2 separate regions of the Sus scrofa genome follow, and region 1 is linked to region 2. Evidence: chromatin contacts called from public promoter capture Hi-C data. All regions are on one chromosome and are shown on one strand. The core of a region is the stretch at or near the end of the contact, and the rest is flanking DNA. Distances in the headings are between cores, read along the strand shown.

Region 1 (7,419 bases), core at 58-2,557, 1.0 Mb after region 2:
ATCATCCTGGGTTATTTTGGTGGGCTCAAAATAATCACCAGGGTCCTTTTAAGATGGAGGCAGGCAGGAGGATGAGAGAGAAAAAGAAGGTGCAAAGAGACTGGAAAATGCTCTGCTACTGACGTTGAAAATGGAGGATGGAGACATGAACCAAGGAACATGAACATGTGGCCTCTAAAAGCTGCAAAAAGCAAGAAAATGAATTTTCCACTAGCGCTTCCAACCTTGAACCAGTGAGATCAGTTTTGGACTTCTAAGTTCCAGAAATGTAATATAACTGTAAGTGACTATATGGCAGCAACAGGAAGCTAATACAGAAGCCAACACAGGGCATTAAGGTAGTACATAAAGGGGTCTCTACATCAAGTTGTAGAGTGGGAAAGGGATGTTCAGGAAGAATTACTCAGAGCTGGGGGAGATTGTGTTTAAGGGAAATGGTCCAGGTAGAGAAATTAATATGTATAAAGGTATAAACAGAGAGCATGGAAAGTGTTATGACAAGTCTATTTGCATTAAACAGTAAAAAAATATTAACAATATTAATTCTGCTAAGAGTACTGTTTGTATGCCAGGCACCATTCCAAAACACTTTTCAGCTCTGAGTACTTTATCATTCTGTATTATCATCATCATTTTATCTATACGGATACTAAGGTTTGGAGGAGCTAGTAATTTAGCACTGCAGTGGGGGCCTTTAGTAAAGTAGCATCAGGGTGGCTGAAAATAAATGAACTATTAGATACTAGAGAGGTGGGGGTCAGCACTGCTTGGGATATCAACTTGTTCTGGACGCTGACAGAAGATGGGGTTGATAGAGTCAGAGGCCTCCAATTTCTGTGATGTGATCGTGGTTTTGTTGCCGCTCAAGGTAGAGCTGTCCTTGACTAACTCAAAGTAAATCACTTATGTTACAAATGTAAACTCTGCCTCCTTATTTCCCTTCTTCCTTTCCCCCTAATGTCTGGGGTGGAGATAGAGGTGTATGCACCAACTAAACTGTGAGCTTCACTCTGCACATTTGTGAAATGCTTTGAAATAGTTCCAAAATTGATTGCGCCTCAGAATCCCTTGGAGAAGCATACACACAATGCAGATTCCTCGCCTTATTCAGAGATTTTGATTGAGTAGTACATGGATGGGGCTCCGCCTCACCCCCTCATCTGCAAATCTCCCAAATATTCTGGTACCTGACCAGCGCCTGAATGACTTCTGGGTCGTTCAGGTACACCGCATTTGATTCCGTAAAGGACCCTCCCCCGCCCCGCCCCCAGGCCCCGCCCCGCCCCCAGGCCCCGCCCCCTCTCCCTCTTCCTCAACCTCCCCTCCCCCGCCTGCCCCGGACGTCTCCTGCTTCGTCGTTTCATTTTGTCTCGCCCAGCTCCGCCTTTTCCAGGTCCTCCTCTGTCTCTCAAGATGGCTGCGCTGCCGCCGAGCCCGGAACTGTGGAACCGCGTGAGGATCCCCAAAGCCGGCAGCCGCAGTACAGTAATCGTGCAGAACCCTGACACACCGCTGGGTGAGTGAGGCGCCCCATAAGGGGCGCAGGCTTTTCCGCAGGAGGCGTCTGGCCGCTGCCGGCGCACGTGCGCGAGGGGCGGGACTTCCGGACTCCGCGGGACGCTGGGTATGACGGCGGTGTGCGGCATCTGGGGTCGGGCGTTTGTGGGGACCTCTGGCTTTGCTGTTCTCTGGACCCACCGTGCCGACCGCAGGGCTTCCATGGGGCGCCGAAAAGGCAGAGAGGGGCGAACGCAGCTAGCATCAGGGAAAAGTGCTGCCTGGGAACCCTCTGTTGACGCAGGCCACCAAGAGCCGTGGTTACTCCACAGTCTTTCCCGACCTCTTCCACCGAGGAGCGGCGGGTCACTCAAGCACTCTGCACTTAAATCGCACTCTTCCTAGATCCCCCTTTCTTTTCTGTAAAATAGGGTTAGTCTTCCCTGCCCATCACTGGGTTGTTGGGAGGATATAATGATGTCATTTAGGTGAGTATGCTCTGAAGTGAAATATCAGTGTATGGTGGCATTGCCGTTATCAAGCAGCAGGAGCTTGGTCTGGGTTTAAAACCTGGCTCTTCCTCTGCTGGAGCTAGGGTGAGGGATGGGAGTGTCCTTATTTCACATTTCTGGGTCTCAGCTCATTTCCAAATGAGGGTAAAACAGTATTTGCCTTACAGAGCTGTTTGGTTTTTTGGGGGTTTTGTTTGTTTTTTGCTTTTTAAGGCCACACCCAGCATATGTAAGTTCCCAGGCCAGGGGTGGAATCAGAGTTACAGCTACCAGCCTACACCACAGCCACAGCAATGGGGGATCCGATCCACATCTGAGACCTACACCACAGCGCATGCCAATGCCGGATCCCTGAGCCACTAAGCCAGGCCAGGAATTGAACCGCATCCTCATGTATACTAGTCGGATTCCTTTCAGCTGCGCCACAATGGGAATTCCTATAGAACTGTTTTGATGGAAGAGTAAAGTATTTGGAACAGTGCCTGATACAGTGAATAAATACTCAAATGATAGCTGTTATTAATAATATTTAATACCTGTAACTTACCTAATCATCACATCCCCAGCCCTATCCATCCATCCTGCTCAGTTTACAAGAAACCTTCCCCCATCCTCTATTCAAAAATTCCTTAACATGATTCCTATTAGGCCTGGAAATTCACCAGCTCTCTCTTTATCCCAAAGGCACCCCTTTCTGGCCTCAAATAGCTGGGACGGTTAAGAAACTTCTCTATGTTCTATAGAAATCTGCCTCTGTGTTACTTCCACTTAGGAGGCTAGTACTACCCTGAGAGCCACAGACAACACATTAACTCCATCTTCTACTTCAAAGCTTTTCGGACCAAAAAGCTATCATCTCATTCTACTAAGTACCATGTGTTCAGTCACATAAATTACATAATTTCCAGTTGTTAACAGTGGTTTCTCTTTTCTGAATATATTTGTAAAGCAGTACCCAAATACAGTGCCTTTGATTTTTAAGAGAATTAATTTATCCGTTTAGAGAAGTACACAACATGTTTCCCACCTCAGGGTACTTAAGGTGTTAAGTATACTAGTTTAACACATGTTCTCTCAGTGACTTCTTGGACTTGATATCATCTGGCACCATTTTCCTTCCTTCCTATGTGACTTCTCACATACTTGAAATCATTTTGTTCCTACAGGAACAAATTAATGATGACAGTAATGATGACATTAATTTGTTCTTGATTTATTAAATAAGGGAAGATGCTTCTTTCAATGTACATTTTATATGCTATACTTAAAATGTAGAAATGCATATTAAGTCTAACTAAACATCTCTGCTTTAGACCTTTGCATTGCAGCTGTAATTAAAGAATGCTCTCTTGTTATACTGTCACTGAAGAGCCAAACCTTAGATGCAGAAACGGATGTGTTATGCGCATTCCTTTACAGCAATCACAACAGAATGGGCCGCCACAAACCCCATTTGGCCCTCAAACAGGTAAGGGGGAAGTCCTGTATTTAAGACTCAACATGTTTACTTGATGAAGATGGACATCACTCTGCCACTTAATATTTTGTTGTTTATGGAAATCACAGTAAATTACTTGTGATTTATAGGTCTTCAGCCCACAGTTGCATGTGGGCGTTCTCTTTTTTTTCTGAAAGCATTTTTAAAAAGTTTATTTAGAAAGGAATTATGTTTGATTCTTTCCCAGTCTTTTTTCTAGTAGATAGGTAATTTTAGGAAAAATTTTCTTCATTACATACAATCTTAAATTACTGTGCCTTCCTATGTGCTGGGCACTGTGCTTCATGCTGGGTGTACGGGCCAAAAAATACAGGCATTGTATTGAACCTTACAGGTTCATGCTCTTTGGTTTTCACTCCATTACTTAAGGCAAAAAAGATGACGATTTCTTTTTTTTTTTTTTGTCTTTTTAGGGCTACACCCAGGGCATATGGAGGTTCCCAGGCTAGGGGTTGAATCAGAACTGTAGCCACTGGCCTACACCACAGCCATAGCAACGTGGGATCTGAGCCTCATCTGCAACCTATACCACAGCTCACAGCTGGATTCTTAACCCACTGATCGAGGCCAGAGATTGAACCTGTGTCCTCATGGGTGCTAGTCAGATTCGTTTCCACTGAGCCATGACGGGAACTCCAAGATTTCTTCATCAAAGAAAGATTTGGGATCATAGTCTTTCCCAAAGTTTTCTTTTCTCATGGAAGTTTTTATCTCCTTCTGAGAATTTAACACCGAAACCAAACTTGTTAGATTAAACGTACATATTTCTCCTCCTGGCTTCCAAGTTGTGAATAATTATCCAGTCAGAAAAATTTGGTGTTCTGTTTCTCTTCTTCCTTTTATGTAATTCTCCCACCTGCTCACACTGATCAGTCAAAACTTTCTCTGCATCTAGTCCCTTTTAGTTCTGGCTGCCATCTCTTTTTTCAGACTTTGTCAATTTTTAGTTGTCTTGCAATCCTGACTGGTCTTTCCTCTATTTAATCATCTTAAAACACATCTTTAATTTTTCATGGTTCTCCATTGTCTCCTGAATAAAAACTAAACCTCTTAGCTTAACTTACAAAATCCTCCATGATCTGGCCTTTTCAGTTTTCCTTAGCTCAGGCTTCTCTCTGGTCTTCATCTTCATAGATTTTATATTCCAGGCAATCTGAACTCTTTGTGAGTCCTACTCACCCCATGTGTCCCCTCTTCTGTTCCCTTTGCTCACCTGGTCCTGTCTGTTTAGAACGCCCAATCCTTCCAACATTTTCTTCATGTCTGTGGCTCTGACAGACTGCTGAAATTTAGTACTTAATAATTTACTATCTCGTTTTGATAGTTTCACTGTTAGAAATTATGTTGCTTCAGAAAAATTATATCTTGAATATAATCTTATATCTTCTTTGGTTCCCTTTATAGCATCAAGCACATCCTGGCATATAGTAAATTCTTAGTTATAACCTGAGATAATTGATTTGATAAATGTATTTACCTGGATAAATTTCAAATTTTTAAGCAGACGCAATTGCTTTGGGCTACAGGTTTTTTTCCCCCTTAAAAAAAGATATTGTGTGGTATTCAGTATATTTCCATACTTTGAAATTTTGCATTTCTTTGTTTTCCTGGTCACATTGGTGGCTTTGTCTGTATATTATATACATATGAATTTGAACCGCTCTTCCCCTTTCAGGTTGAACAGTGTTTAAAACGCCTGAAAAACATGGATTTGGAAGGTTCAATTCAAGATCTCTCTGAGTTGTTTTCTTCTAAGTAAGTGGTCCAGTCTCTTTGCAGTAGGCTTTGTGATGGGCTGGGAATTCAGTGTCTTGCTGTGACTTTGCTTACTTTTTTCCACTTGTTGTTAGAATATAAATAATTTTATCTCAGATGTACAAATTTTGTTCTAATAAAGGGTCCCTGGTGTTTGTGGTAATCTCCCTCTGTTGGCCTTTGGGAGGGAATGGTGTGACACTGAAATCTGGGTCATGATGGATTATACTGAAATATTAAGTGTCAGTCAACTTCAGTGGGTCATTATTAAGCATAACTACCTCAAATTGAACTTAAAGTAAGTCTGCACTTGAAAATTGCTATGTAAGTGGTTTACATTTAAGAAGGAAAGTAATGTACTTTTTTATTTCTGTCAAGTGAAAATCAGCCTGTAAATTCCAAAGCTTGCGTCATCCCCAGCCAACCAGTGGTAGAAATGGTGTTGATGAAGATTTTGGGAGGCTGCAAGTTGCTACTGCGCTTGTTGGACTGCTGCTGCAGGACATTTCTGTATCCTTCAGTCAATGAAATACCTTCTTCTGACTTGGGATTGTTTGGCTATATTTAGCAGTATAGCTGTTTGAAAGCTAGGGAGTTTATAGGAGTTATTACTTAAGAGAATTATTAAAAGTTTGCTTTTTGGCCTCTTTTCCTGGGAACTGCCTGATATAGCCATTGCCAGAGACTTCTGTCTCTGCCTGGTATGTGTTATCCTAAGGGCACTGACAGAAATTTGTTTTGTGTATGTGTGTGTATGGTTTTTGTTTTGCTTTTTTATGGCCGAACCTGCAGCATATGAAAGTTCCCAGGCTAGAGGTCTAATCGGAGCTACAGCTGCCAGCCTTACACCACAGCCACAGCAATGCAGGATCTGAGCCATGTCTGTGACCTATACCACAGCTCATGACAACACTGGATCCTTAACCTGCTGAGTGAGGCCAGGGATCAAACCTGTGTCCTCATGGATACTGGTCAGATTCACTACCACTGAGCCACAAGGGGAACTCTGACAGAAATTCTTAATCTTAGAAACTAAATTTATTAATGAGACCTCTAGCAGAGTGTATAAGTTTCCATGACTTATATAGAACATGTTTTAAGGCTTTAATTCCTTCAAGAAAGTTCTTTCTACTTCCAGTCTGTTTCTTTCATAAATGTAACTTAAAACCTAAATTCCTTTGATTTTTGTCTTCCAACTTTAACTTGATACTCCAGCTTGACTGTGAAACACCTAGGTTTGCAAGAATTCGTTATTTTAAACCTTGTGATGGTTGGGCTGGTGAGCAGATTATGGTATGTAGTAGGTACTTGTGAAACCCTTCATTTCTTTTTCATCTCTTTAACTCAACCTAGGTTTCTTATTAATAGTTTTCATATTTGCTCTCCCATATGGGATGCTGAAGATGAGGGAATTTCATTTTTTCATTTGATTAGAATTTATTTGGGGTGGATTGAGAAGCTGAGTGTTGATGGTTATGTCCAAAAAGACTAGGCTTTGAATCTGAAGCCATGAGATCACCTCAACACTAAACAATTAAGCAAATGAATTCCTAGGATTAGCTGGCATTTAAAAAAAAAAAAAAAAAAGTTGCTGTAATCATTCAGCACCTGAGAAGCTGAGACATTTAAAATGAAGGGGTTCCTGTGCAGTCTGTATCATTTGATTTTGTCACTAGGTTTCTAATTTTTAATGGCAGTGGTCTTAAGTGTTCTAGATTCCTTTATTCCACCTGAAACACCACTACTTTTTGAGGCATAGTTAGTTGATGTAAGGAAAACTGGTAATACTAGTTCCAAACCAAATACTAGTCCAACTCATAATATGTATTATAAAACCTATTTATTGGAGTCAAAACCTGCCCATGTTTATAAGGAGATCTATTTTCAGCCATTTTAAACAAGAGGGGTGATTAGCTCTAATTTGAATGAAACCAAAAAAAAAGAGAGAGAGAGAGAGAGAAATAATTCTCTCTAACCCTTGCTTTGATAACTTTTTTCTTTCTTTTTATGGAAGAAAAGTTCCTGCAGCATATGGAAGTTCCCGGGCCAGCAGGTGAATTGGAGCTGAAGCTGCCAGCATACACCACAACCACAGCAATGCCAGATCTGAGCCACATCTGTTACCTGTGTTTGTCGCAGCTTATGGCGATGCCAGAT
Region 2 (7,072 bases), core at 2,212-4,711:
TTCCCACTGTGGCTCAGCAGGTTAAGAACCCAACATAGTGTCCATGAGAATGGGGGTTGGATCCCTGGCCTCGCTCAGTGGGTTAAGGATCTGGCATTGCTGCGGCGTAGGTCTTAGATGTGGCTTGGACTTGGTGTTGCAGTGCCTGTGGAACAGACCCCAGTTGCAGCCCTGATTGGACCCCTAGCCTGGGAACTTCCAGATGTCAGAGAGAGGTGTGGCCCTAAAAAGGAAAAAAATAAAGAAAAGAAAAAAGAAAAAAGAAATGTGAGGAAGCATCAGATAATGTGCTTCAGCTGGAAATCAACATTTAAAAAATAACGTGCAACTTTGTCTACCTTTTGTGTGTGTGTGTCGCCACGCTTGGCAGCTTATGGAAGTTCCCAGGCCAGGGGCTAAACCTGGGCCACAGCAGTGACCCAAGCTGCTGCAGTGACAATGACGAATCCTTAAGCCACTGCCCCACAGGAGAACTCCAATTTTGCCCAGCTTTGAACGCAGCTTTCCTTTCCCCATTACCAATGAATGTGTGGTTAATGTTTTTATAGGTGGACCTTTTTTCCAGGGGCTCAAACACAGAAAGGTTTTATTTTGGAATAACATAAATATAATATATATACACACACACATATTCATGTATATATTTTTCAAACATGCTTTTGGAGTGATATAATCTACTAATCCAGGTGAAGTTCTCAAGAGAGAAACCAACAGTATCCAAAATACCAACTTTTTTTTTTTTTAGGGCCACACCCATGGCATATGGAGGTTCCCAGGCTAGGGGTCACATCTAAGCTGTAGTCACTGGCCTACACCACAACCATGGCAATACCAGATCCGCTGTATGTCTCGACCTACACGGCAGCTCACGGCATGCTGGATCCTAAACCTGCTGAGCGAGGTCAGGGATTGAACCTGCATCCTCATGGATACCAGTCAAATTTGTTTCTGCTGAGCCACAACAGGAACTCCCGAACTGGTTTTTATTTATCTTCATATCATCACCCTTTTCCCTTTCACTCGTTGTGAGTCTCTTCTAAGATATCTAATGCTGAGCTTTTCTCAAAATACAAACATTCACACTCTTACTTCCTGGGAAAGTCTTAAGGAACATTCATTAGAAAAGCTATCTGGAAATGAATAGTTAACTGAAAAACTCTTATCACTTTATGACAGGTGATGCGCTGTGCATAGATCTATGACTTTACAAGGACTAACAAGGATTCCCTGCACCTGTAGCAGCACCAAACATGTCTTACCTCCAGTGCCACATATTTTTCCCCTGTTCTCCATTCTCTTAGGAGAGAAGGGATTTTAAAATGTTTCTTAATGAAGTCTCTGTAGAGTATCATGGAAAGACCACAATATGCTAAGGAAAAAAAAGCAAGCTTAGGTGAACACATTCTTTCTGAAAGAAAAACTATATGCTTAGGTGAACATGTTCTTTGTGAAAGAAAAATTATATACATATACTTATAAATATGCACACACAATTACATACTCTACACTCTGTATATGAATACAAAAAACTGAAGGACTTATAAACAATACAGTGCACTAAGCTGACTAAGAAAGACTTACAGAAAAGAGGAACTAAAATTCTAGACATCAGTAACAAAAGATAAAGAAGAGACTATTCATTCAGTGGTAGAGCATTCTAAAATCCTTACACTATTTGGGAGGAGGAGAGAGTTCATGAGTACTTTAAGCTTTAAGTATGTGTGCTAAAAACTTTTAAGTAACCACTGAAAGATTACTGACAATGGATCATTCCCAAACCCGATGGGGAGGGGCACAGAAGGATAAGAAAAACTGGTTAATTCTTAAGGGCAAGAAAGAGGAAAAGAGACCAAAAGCACATAAAAAATAGAAAATACAAAATAAAATGGAAGTCCAAATATGTCAGCCATCACAAAACAAGTTAAATTAGTTTCACCTATTTAAAGACACAACAACAGTAACAACATTTATTGGGTGTTTACTATGTATCAGGTATTGTTCTTCACATATTAACTCCTCTAATGCTTACTGTCATGTCAACCTAAGGCAGAGGTTATCATTATGTGCCTTTACAGAAGAGGAGACTGAGGCTAAAAAAAGCCACCATTTACAAAGTGGAAGAGCCAGGGCTTAAATCATAGAAGTCTGGCTTTAAAGGCTGTAATCTAACAGGCTGATAGTCTATTAGAAATCCCATCTTGTCCAAAAATATATGCAACCCTCTACATATTAAATGTAATGTTAAGATACAATTTTAATTGTTTTCCATTTTGCTATATTGTTATTATGGTTCATATTTCCCCCATCTCACTTCTCTGCATCTATCCACCCTCCCAGCCTGTACAACCCTTCTCTTATAGTAACACAAATATTTAAATATACTTGTATATGAGAAAGGATGTTCTTCAATAAAAAATGCAAACATACTATACTGTAAGCACTTTTCTGCAATTCACTTTTCTCTTGGGAATTCACAATGGATATTTTTCCTAAAGAAGAGATACAAAGCTTAACCTACCCTTTTAAAATAACTATTTCATGATACTGGACAGTTTTGATGTAACACAGTTTAATCATCCATAAGGTTTCTGATGAATACTCAAGCAGGACTCATGATTGTTATAATAGTCTGAGGGCACAGATTCCCTCACAGATCTTTTTCACAAATCTCGTCTACTTCAGTTTACATGTTCTGGCAGAGTTCTGATTTCTGACTGATTTTTAAATGGTTACCACACCCTAATGATTTAGGTAGTATAGCTCCCATTTTGCGGATGAAAAAATCTAGGATCCAAGCTGCCTAAAGTCATACAACTACAAAGTAGTTAGGCCCAAAGCTCCAGCTCTAAATCTCTACTTTGCCTTATGAACCCGCTTATCCCAGCATAGACTGTCCCTGGAGGCTCAGCCAATAACCATATATTTATCTTCACTCCATTGGGCATTTCCTGGAGTACCAGACCTCAAGAGGCACTTAGCTCAGGTATCTGAGTTCAGTCCAACGCTCCCAAGATCCTAGGCAGTGTAGAAAAAACTTCTACATGAGAACTTGACCCTTAAGCAGAGGTCAGTAGAAAGAAGACAGTTTTCTCTCATAGAAGCGGTGAAGCTCACACGATTTGGGAGAATCTGGACTTACAGAAGCTAGGATCAACCAGAAGACCCCGAAAAATGAAAGAGACATGGCGGGACTACAATCACTGTTACAGCAACACAACCAGGAAGAGTCTGGGCGAGACGTGACACTCTCGTTTCAGCCCTACTCACTCGTAGCATCCCCGACACCAACAAGGAAAGAGGGCACTTACCTGCAAACCGCCCAACTTTTCTAGGGTGGAAATCCCCCTCAACTCCTCGCGGTTGGCTACCACGTGTCCGGCTTGCAGAATTCTCGGCCCCCTAAACCACCGCCTCCGAGGCAGAGCCAATCAAGGGGCATTGCGTCATCACAGAGCGCCAGGAAAAGGCAAAGGTAACAGCAAAGCGAGCTCCTGTGACTGGAAGGCCTAGGGACCGCTGCCGTTGCCATGGGTAACTGAGCAGACTCATTCCCCCATCGCAAAGCCTCATGGGAGTGGTGGTTCGGCGGCGCCCCACACTTGCCTTCTTTGTGGGCTGAGGAACTACAACTCCCAGAGAGACCTGGAAGCAACCTAAGTTAAGGAGCGTTTGTTGCAGCTTTGGCTCAAGTCCGGGCCTGAACCGGGGAAATGCTGCTGACGCCCCAGGAAAGGTCCTCTTCAAAGAAGGGGACGGGGCTGAATCGTTGGAAACAGTTTACAAGGAAGCCGAGTCCCACCAAGGTGATCTGTCTGTATTGGGAGCTCTTGGAGACGGGGAGGGGAGGCGGGAACCCGCCCTGAAGCCCCGTCTGCGCTTCGTTCTTCTTCCCTAAGGGGCATCCTTACTTGGCCCGTCCCCGCCATGACCGACCCAGCCAGTAATGTCCTAAGTGAAGGGGGCCCAGGAACTTTGGGGTTCGGGTACCTTACGACTTGGGTGGGCAGCGTCTTGGAAAAACTCTTTCCATCTAAACGGTTTTCTCAAAAAACATGGAGTCCCAGTTGTGCCCATCCTGCTGAAGAGAATTCGAGAACCATTCCCTCTCCCCACCGCTCCAGGTTTTAGGGAAGTTCCCTCAAGGTTACATTTCCGCCTCCTATGTTTTGCAAGTCGTAGGAAATTGTTCTTTTTTGAAGGGATAAGATCTTCACCTTAAGTCCTCTCTGTCATATCCCTCCCCTTCTAGGTTTACACAGAGTAGCTACGATGAACTCAGGAATGCAAGTGGTTATTGAATGTATCACTTGAAAATCTCTAAATTCAAGCAACAATCAAAAAACAGATCCTATTTTATATGTCATCCCCTTTGATGTATTTTCATCCAACTAATAACCCCACTTAACTTGAAACGTGTAAATGACATGTGCAAAGTCACAGTCACAGGGTATGTGCTTTCCACAGACTACCTTTTTAACCGTCACAAAAATAAATGCTTTAAATGTAAATGGAAGTGCCAAATGGAGTGGCTTCACAGCTGTTTTCACCGATCAGTTACACTTTCTTAAAAATATATCTTATAGACATGTGGCCTTTCTGAGCCCCCAGGCAATAGTGCTTGCTGCTTTATTCTAAATATACCACTTAAATAAAGCACTGGATATATTCCACTTGGTGAATATTTTGCCCCGGATACTGGAGGGTGCAGAATGGAGCATTAGAGAGAGTTGGAAACCCTCTGCTCTTGTTGTACCAGTTCTGTAATGGATTGGATCCAAAATAGGTTATAGATATAAACTTAATGAAAGGTTAAAAACTGAGGACAATTTTGGGGACCCCAAAAGGAAAGATTTATGTTGCTAGTGCTCATTGTTACTACCTAGAGGAAAGATAAAAACACTAGAGCTCTTTGAAGGTCAGTTGTGCTTTAATAGGATCAGCTGTTTATTTGTTGCAGTGGCAAAATTATTCAGCAGTACAGGTGCATTAATTAGTTATCTGTAAGGTCTTTTGAAGGGGAAGTGTTATGTAAGTGAAAGAGTATTATACCTTTCCCTCCCCATGTGTCAGTATGCTAGTTATTCCCTTCTTTAAAAACCCTCCTGAATTGTTAGCAAAGCAAATACTTCTGTTTGTTAAGTGACTAACAGAGGGAATTCTGCAACTTCTGAGGGTTAAGAGAGTGAAGAAAGGCGGTGTTCTGTTGGTCTGATTTCTAATTTAAGATGAATATCTGATTGGCCTGGATAGAAATTTATGTGATTTCTGCCTCTTTACTGATTTATTAAACAGTGGAAGATTGGTTATCCCTTCCTCTACCCTCAACCCCCTCCCCCTCCCTGCTCCTGAAAAGATGGGCCTGAGGAGAAGTGCATACCTTCTCCAAGCAGATTTGCTTCCATAACACTTGAATAATCAGGTTAATTTAATCAGTGCTTGTTTAGATTTTTATAAGGAATATTATATGTGGCATTTTGATCTTAACCCTGGGGAGCTTTCAACAAATACTGCCACATGGGCCGTAGTCCAGACCAATTAAATCAGAATCTGGAGATGGGCCTAGGTAAGAGATTAAAAAACAGAATATGTTCCTGAAAAGGCTTCATGTTTCTTCCTCCTGCTGGCATTCCATGTTCTTTTGTTGCTGAGCTTTCTAATAAGATGCTTTAGGGAAAGACTAAGGATACTTGTCCATATGTTTTAATGAGAATGACATTAAAATAGCAAGGCTGATAAATATATTGCTGTCTACTAATATTCTGTATGTATTACCTACAGCCTATGTTTGACCCTGACAATATGGAACACTGGATTAAGGTAAGGCTATTTCATGATTAAGATAGAAAGAGAATTAAGAGTTGCACATAATCAGATGGCATAGAATACTGATAGGTATCCATTTTGCATATATTTTGCTATTTTCCTTCCCATGTGACTATATATATATATATTGCCTTAATTTTATACTCTAGTATTTTTTTCATGATTTTGTTGATTCTCATGAAAACTTCACTAACAGGTTTGGACCATTAGGATCACCTGAAAAGGACTAAGAAAGGAGGGGAGGAGAAGTCTTAGGGTTATGGCCTTCCTCAACTAATTAGAAAGACTTTCCCGTAGTTACATTGATCTGCAGGACCAATACAGTAGGTAAAAGCTGTGCACACATCACAAGTAAGAATCTTCTAATGATGAGAGCAATCCACAAATAGATTGGCCATTCTTATAAAGAGATGTGTTTTCTATCACTGCTGGTATTCAAGTAGACTTTATTTTATGTTGTTTTATTTATTTTTGGCCACGATCTTGGCCTGTAGAAGTCCCTGGGCCTGGAATCAAATGCATGCCACAGCTGTAACCAGAGGCACAGCAGTGACAACACTAGATCTTTAACCCAGTGAGCCACAAGGGAATTCCTTGAGTAGATTTTAAATGCTCACTTAATGTTAGGAGTGATGAGGAGTATATTTGAGCATTTAATGAGGGAGGGATTGGGTTAGATAACCACTGAGGCCTCTTCAGGGCTGAGATACATATTTTTGAGTCCAAGTACCATTTACATTGAGAGTACTGTTAAACCACTTTAGGTATGTGCCACCGAGTGTCATTTTGGCAATTTGCCATACTCAACTCATTTGTGCACCATGTTTCAAAATGTATTTTCCTGAGAAAGTACCTTTCTGCTTGGTAGTATTTCGAAGAGCTATTACTTATCTAAATTGACAGGTGTTATGAGCACCAGGCCAGATGGAACCTAGGCTAGATATAATCATTATTAACCATTTTTTCATCCAGCCAGTATTTACTAATTTCCCACTAAGTACTAGGGCACTGGAGATAATACAGTGCACAGGGCAGGTACAGTTTCTGCCTTCCCAGAGTTTATAGTCCACTGAGAGCTAAACAACTTACTCAGAACTGTTGGGAGAGTTAAGGATATAATGGAAGCTCATGGTGCGGGGTAGGAGGGTGCTCGTTTGGATGGGGCCACAGAAGCTTTCTGGTTCCTGCAGAGGCCTGACTTAGAAGACAATGAAGTGAGTCCAAGTGATGGAGGCTAGCATCTGGGAAG

Evidence for each region. Promoter capture Hi-C pulls out the DNA fragments that hold promoters and counts their contacts.
Region 1: a promoter capture Hi-C map of liver shows a contact between it and region 2, with 3 times the contacts expected there. The contact joins the promoter of NEPRO here to the promoter of QTRT2 in region 2. A contact is called at or near these places in 1 of 5 promoter capture datasets (liver) and 1 of 2 datasets of contacts at active chromatin or transcription factors (alveolar macrophages).

Annotation. Positions count from the first base shown.
Region 1 is chr13:146,900,703-146,908,121 of Sscrofa11.1, forward strand. It overlaps NEPRO (nucleolus and neural progenitor protein), which reads left to right and starts at 1,308. Exons shown (of 9, transcript XM_003132674.4): 1 at 1,308-1,516; 2 at 3,323-3,477; 3 at 5,183-5,262; 4 at 5,641-5,772; 5 at 6,478-6,555. The coding sequence starts at 1,414. The region is part of intron 5 of GTPBP8 (GTP-binding protein 8); the gene reads right to left.
Region 2 is chr13:145,876,401-145,883,472 of Sscrofa11.1, forward strand. It overlaps QTRT2 (queuine tRNA-ribosyltransferase accessory subunit 2), which reads right to left and starts at 3,462. Exons shown (of 9, transcript XM_005670209.3): 1 at 3,309-3,462. It overlaps CCDC191 (coiled-coil domain-containing protein 191), which reads left to right and starts at 3,563. Exons shown (of 16, transcript XM_021070343.1): 1 at 3,563-3,803; 2 at 5,779-5,817. The coding sequence starts at 3,711.